Regions from separate parts of the Sus scrofa genome. Here region 2 is linked to region 1. A link is a contact called in public Hi-C data. All regions are on one chromosome and are shown on one strand. Each heading gives the region's core, a stretch centred on a gene start, on an enhancer-like site or on the middle of the called end of the contact. The rest is flanking DNA. Distances are from core to core; before and after follow the strand shown. Region 1 has its middle 200 kb from the start of ACAN. Region 2 holds the start of LOC100153863 (myeloid-associated differentiation marker-like).

Region 1 (2,700 bases), core at 96-2,595:
AATCTGGGTGGAGGCTGGTAAAGCTTTTCCAGAAATGTATCTCTTACAATTCACCTGAGTCAGGAAACCTTCCCTGGGGTGATGTTCCTTCTGATGCTCAGCCTCTCCTCCGTCTTGCTCTCCGTCCTTCTCTCCCATTGTCTGAGCATTTCCGGTCCTCAGGACTTGGGCTGAGACCACCTCTGCTCTGTGTATCTGCTTTTCTCCCTCTAGACCGTGGCTGTAGAGTCCACACAGTCAGCAAATATTGTTGTGCACCAAGTGTGTGCCAGGCACTATTTGATGAATGGGGTGGAGAACAGAGAACAGAACCAATAGTTTCTGCCCTCATGGAGCATAAGTTCTAGCACAGGAGATGGACAATGTCCAAATCAATACGTAATACCATGACGTGGTGATAAATGTAACAACAAAGGGAAAACAGGGAGCAAGAATTGTTGGAGTGTGAGGAGGTGAGCAAGGCTGCTGTATTAGGTGTGGAGGAAATGGGGGGGGGGCCTGCTCTATTAATGTGACATTTAAGAATTACTGGATGTAGTGAATAGGCTCTGTGATGACAACTCCCCAATTTGAGCCTCCAGAGCTCATCTCTATTGACAGAGAAGGTCATGTCCATCTCTCTCCCAATCTCTCCCTCTGCATAGCTCAGGGCACCTCACACTCATTGCATCCAGTCCCATCTCTTGAACCCCCACCCCCAACTCACACTGCCCCTTCCCCATCTTTCCCGTCTCAGCCATGGCACCACCTTCACAGATGCTCCTCACAAAACACTCATGAATCCACCCACTCTTCTTCGTCTCTAGAGCCACCGCCTAGTCCAGATCCATCCATCCCCTCACCTGGACACCTGCCAGAAGCTTCTCCCTGATCCATCCATCTCCGCTCTTTACCTCAATATCTGATTTGAATGGAACTCAAACTGAGACACTTTGAAGGCTGCTCTTTCCTTCATTAGGAGGAAAAACAAATTCCAAAGGTCATCTCCAAAGCCCTGCAACTTCAGACCCCTCCCCACCACTCCACCCTCATCTCCTCCCTCTCTCCAGACCCTGAGAACTCCTTCAGTCCCTTCTGGTCATCTCAGGGCCTTTCCCCTTACATCTCACCTGCCCTCAACCTAAACTGGGACCAGAGCTCAGCCTGGCGCATGTACCCTGTGCTCAGTCAGTGCCAGTCTAAGCCTCGGTTTCCTCATCCAGAAAATGGAGTTAATAGCATCTGCTCTTAGACATGAAAAATCTTGATTCCACCCTGCAGAAAACTTCTCTGGCAACTTAAGCAGAGAACAACTCTACTAGGAGGATGCTGAGTCATTTGGAGAATTATCAGGGAGGGACCAGCTTCAGAACTAGCCTAGACCAGGAAGAAGGGGTGCTGGGCAGCCAGGGCACAGCCAAGGGCCACTGGTCCAGGCACTGGGGGCCTTGGAGACACACACTGGATTCTACTGCAGGCCCCGGGATTGGGAATTCTGATAAGACCTTGTGTCTGTGTATTGCCTGCATTTAAGGTGTGTGTCCAGGCCCCACTTACTGGCCAGGTCAAATATTTATCTGGCCTTTTTAGTGTCTTATTGAGGGTAAGGCACAGCCACTCCCCAAGACTCCTGTGATGGGGACATCCTCAAATACGGTGGGAGTTCTGGTTCTCAGTGGTTCCTTTCCATGGTGACATCCATGGGTTGTTAGGAGGATTAAATGGGATGAAACAGGATTCAGTGATTCTCAAACATTTCCCTTAAGACAGAAGGGATGGAATGTACACTGGTCAGGAGTTTCAGCCTGGAACATGGGGCTGAAAACTCCTGTAATACTCACTCTGCAAACACCTCCATGGGCCGGGCCCACTTCTCAGCATGGGGAATGTATCAGTGAACAAAGGAGAAGAATTTCCTACTTAAAGGATCTGTGTTGTAGCATTTATCTTTAAAGCTGTATGTTTTACTGGGAAGTGAATGCAGAGTTTTGCACTCTGTTTTATAATAGCGTTGTAATAATACAGCCATAACATACGAGGCTTGTTTCAGTCCAGAGGAATGCTTTCCTACTAACGGGCTCGTGTCTGTCCTGGCCTATTGGCTAAAAGATACAGAAATCTGTGTCTTCATGTGCCTATGTTAGAACAAGTTCTAGTTGACACCAAGAACAAAGCTTAAATCGAATTTGTGGGAAAGGAATAGAGAAAGCTGGGGTGCCAAAGTCTTGGGGAGGGGGCAGAGGGTAAGAGAAATAATGGAGGGGTCTGGAGTCTTGCCAGCCTCTGCCAGGGTCTAGGATCAGAATATTCTGGGAGTTCCTGTCAAGGCTCAGCAGTTAACAAACCTGACTAGAGTCCCTAAGGATGCAGGTTTGATCCCTGGCCTCGCTCAGGGTTAAGGATCTGGCTTGCTGTGAGCTGTGGTGTGCCATGAGGCTCAGATCCCAAGTAGCTATGGCTGTGGCTCCACTTGGACCCCTAGCCTGGGAACCTCCATATGCCTCAGATGCAGCCCTAAAAAGCAAAAAAAATAAATAGATAAATACAAATAAAAAATAAATAAATAGAAAGAATATTCTGAATGCATCTCCTCTTTCTGAAGTACCAGAAATAGCCAGACTTCTTTCTTTTCATGGATTTTCATAAGGAGTTGTCCCAGACTTGGAACAAGAGTGTTCCTGGGGGGCAGTGGTCTGGGTTGATGAGCAGCTGGCCTCTGCT
Region 2 (2,720 bases), core at 207-2,706, 39 kb after region 1:
TAGCCTGGGAACCTCCATATGCCACGGGTGCATCCCTAAAAAGACAAAAGACAAAAAATAATAATAATAAAAAAAATTAAATGTAGAACAGATGAGAGGAGCAAGAGAAAGAGGAGAAACAGGACCTGGGCCACCAGACAAAACAGAAAAGGAGGCAGAGCAGAAGGAGGGGAGGAAAGAGGAAAGAGAGGGAGACAAGGGGGTCCATATGCCACCGGAAGGGAGGGAGGGGTCCAGGAAGAGGCCCTTGGAGGACGTCAGAACTCGGTAAAGAAACTTCAGATGAGAGGAGCAATCGGGAGTCTCTGGGCCAAACCTCAGTCCTTTACAAAATTCAGGGCCAAGAACACTAGGTCAGTCACATAAATCAGCAGGTTGATGGCAGTCAGGATGGTCACAGCCAGTCGCTGGTCCCAGGCGCACATGGAGTAGATGGGTTCGTGGCTGCAGCTCACATTGCTGGAGCGTGGGGGCTGGCCACCCACCTTCTCATCAAACTGGTAGAGAGACCAGAGGACCAGCGCGCTGGCATAGAGGAGGACAGAGAGCAGGGTCAGCCCCAGCTGGAAAATGTGGAAGGGGATGGGCAGCCTGTTCTCACATTTGCCCAGGTTCAGCATGAGGACCACGGCTGCCAGGAGGAAGCAGATGGCATATGCGACCACGCACCAGCCCAGGGCTGGCTGATGCTCATACAGGTGGGGGCTGCTGATGAAAGCGAAGATGACACAGGCCACGGTGGTCTCCAGTCCCTTGAGCAGCCCTGGCACGGTGGCCATGTAGCTGGTGATTGCGTTGGGCTGGGCCCTGTTCCAGGCCACTTCCATGGCATAAGCGGCAAAAGCAATACAGGAGAACGCAGTGGAGGTGATGGCATGGTCCCGGGAGCGGCTGTCAGGCAAGAACTGGATGTAGGTGATGGGGTAGGTGATGGAGGCTGAGAGGCAGAGGAGGGCAGAGTAGCAGTTGTAGGTGGTGAGAAAGTTGTCCCAGGAAAAGGAGAATCGATCCTCAAGCTCACATAACTCGATGATGAGGATGATGAAGGTCAGGACAAAGCAGAAGCACCAGATGAACATGGGCCAGCTACCTAGGGCCCCGCTCCAAGTGCCCACGCTGGCCCCCAGCAAGAAGGCCACGCAGGTGCAGAGCAGCTGCAGCCGTCGGAGGCAGCAGCGCATAATGGTTGGGGAGCCCAGGCCTGAGGAAAATCACACGGTGGTCACGCTGGTCGTGCCGGTCACTGCCACCAGCATGGCCGTGGTCTTCACCGAGGACCCACCAGAGAAAGATCTGGCTCTGGAGGTGGATGAAGTCAGATGCTTGGAAAAGGCTCAGGGGCCAGTGGCAGCTGAGGCTCAGGTTCTCTGGTGTTTGAACCGATGGCCCAGACACTTGGGGAACAGCACAGCTGCTCTGGAATTAATCTCCCCACCCGTCACCCTTGGCCTTGTCAGGAGACTGGTCTTATCCCAAACCTCACAGCTGGGTGTGGTCTGGCCTCAAACCCATGTACACTTTGGATCGCTTTGTGCTGTGTGTCATTATCTATGGAGACACAAGATAACATGGACCCTGTCTGCACTCCCAAACCTTCGGTTATGAAAACAGAACAGGAATTTTTAAACATTTGTTTGGTGACAAAATTGGACCTGAACAGACATGAGAAAATCTATGGGTTTTATTTACTCTGCTTCCAGTGAATGTTCCAAAGTTCAGCTGCAGAGAGACAAACAAAGGTGTTTGATGACAAGGTACATTCAGACCCCAGGGGGGTGTTACGTCATAGAGAGGAGATGTACCACGTCACATGATTGATGCTGAAAAATTCTGAATTCTGGGAGCATATCTGACACCAAGGGATTCAGAAAAGGGATTGTGGATCACATAGCTAACCTCAGTTATTGATGAGAAGACTGGGGCTGTGGGAATCAAGTGCCTCCCTAAGGTCCCATGACTAGGAGTGGGCATCCAGATAACTGTGCCAAAGCTGTGGCTTTGAGCCCTGTGCTCTCCAGCCCAGCACTGCAGCAGGGCCCGTGGGTGCGAGCCCACGACCAAAGCTCAGAGCTCTGGGAACCCAAGACACCCTCCCAGGGCCATGGCCTCATTCATAGCAACGTGAAGAAACAGGGGTCTGGCCTCTCCTCCCTGCAGCCACCCCTGGAAGGAGATGCCATCTGAGGGGACACAGCCCCACACAGAGGAGGGCAGGTGCAGAGGTGAGCAGGGAGAGGCCTTGGGGGGACAGCAAGGCAGTGGGGACAAGATGACATGGCAGGGGGAACCGGTTTGCTCCCCTCCCCCCAGGTTTGCCTGGACATGTGCCTCTCCCCCATTTGGGAAGGAGACCCCAAGCCCATTACTCCAAGGTGGAGCTTCATGGAGGAAACGCAGACTCCATGGACATGAAGTCTGGCTGCTGAGCCCCAAAGCTGCCGTCCAGGTGGGGGTCTGGAAAGATCTGGGAGTAGTACCAGCTGAGGGGGGATGTGTCTGGCCTGGGAGACTGGTTAGCAGCTTCCAAGCTGGGAAGCAGGGATTGGAGATGAACAAGGGTGCTGTGTCTGGAGGCTGATGTGGAGGCTTTCATGGAGCCCCTTTGTACAGAATGCCTATTAACACACTAAGGGACTTGTGTGATGAGAATTTGAGAGTTCCTCAAAGTACTGTGATGAAAGATACTTTGCTTTTTTCCCACCTACCATAGATCTATCCTT

Evidence for each region. Hi-C and Micro-C count contacts between places; a contact is called where the count stands out from the background.
Region 2: a Hi-C map of fetal liver shows a contact between it and region 1, with 1.5 times the contacts expected there. The contact joins the promoter of LOC100153863 here to the enhancer-like site in region 1. A contact is called at or near these places in 9 of 47 Hi-C or Micro-C datasets (epiblast stem cells, fetal heart ventricle, fetal liver and 6 more).

The regions. Positions count from the first base shown.
Region 1 is chr7:54,282,911-54,285,610 of Sscrofa11.1, forward strand. No RefSeq gene overlaps it. Among named protein-coding and RNA genes, the nearest start is that of ACAN, 200 kb to the right of the region's middle. Within about 2 kb of position 1,346, at least 2 of the 83 cell types and tissues checked have an H3K27ac peak or open chromatin away from gene starts, as enhancers often do. A contact at or near this core is called in fetal liver, where this site is marked.
Region 2 is chr7:54,322,188-54,324,907 of Sscrofa11.1, forward strand. It overlaps LOC100153863 (myeloid-associated differentiation marker-like), which reads right to left and starts at 1,457. Exons shown (of 1, transcript XM_013997061.2): 1 at 180-1,457. The coding sequence starts at 1,181. The coding sequence ends at 318.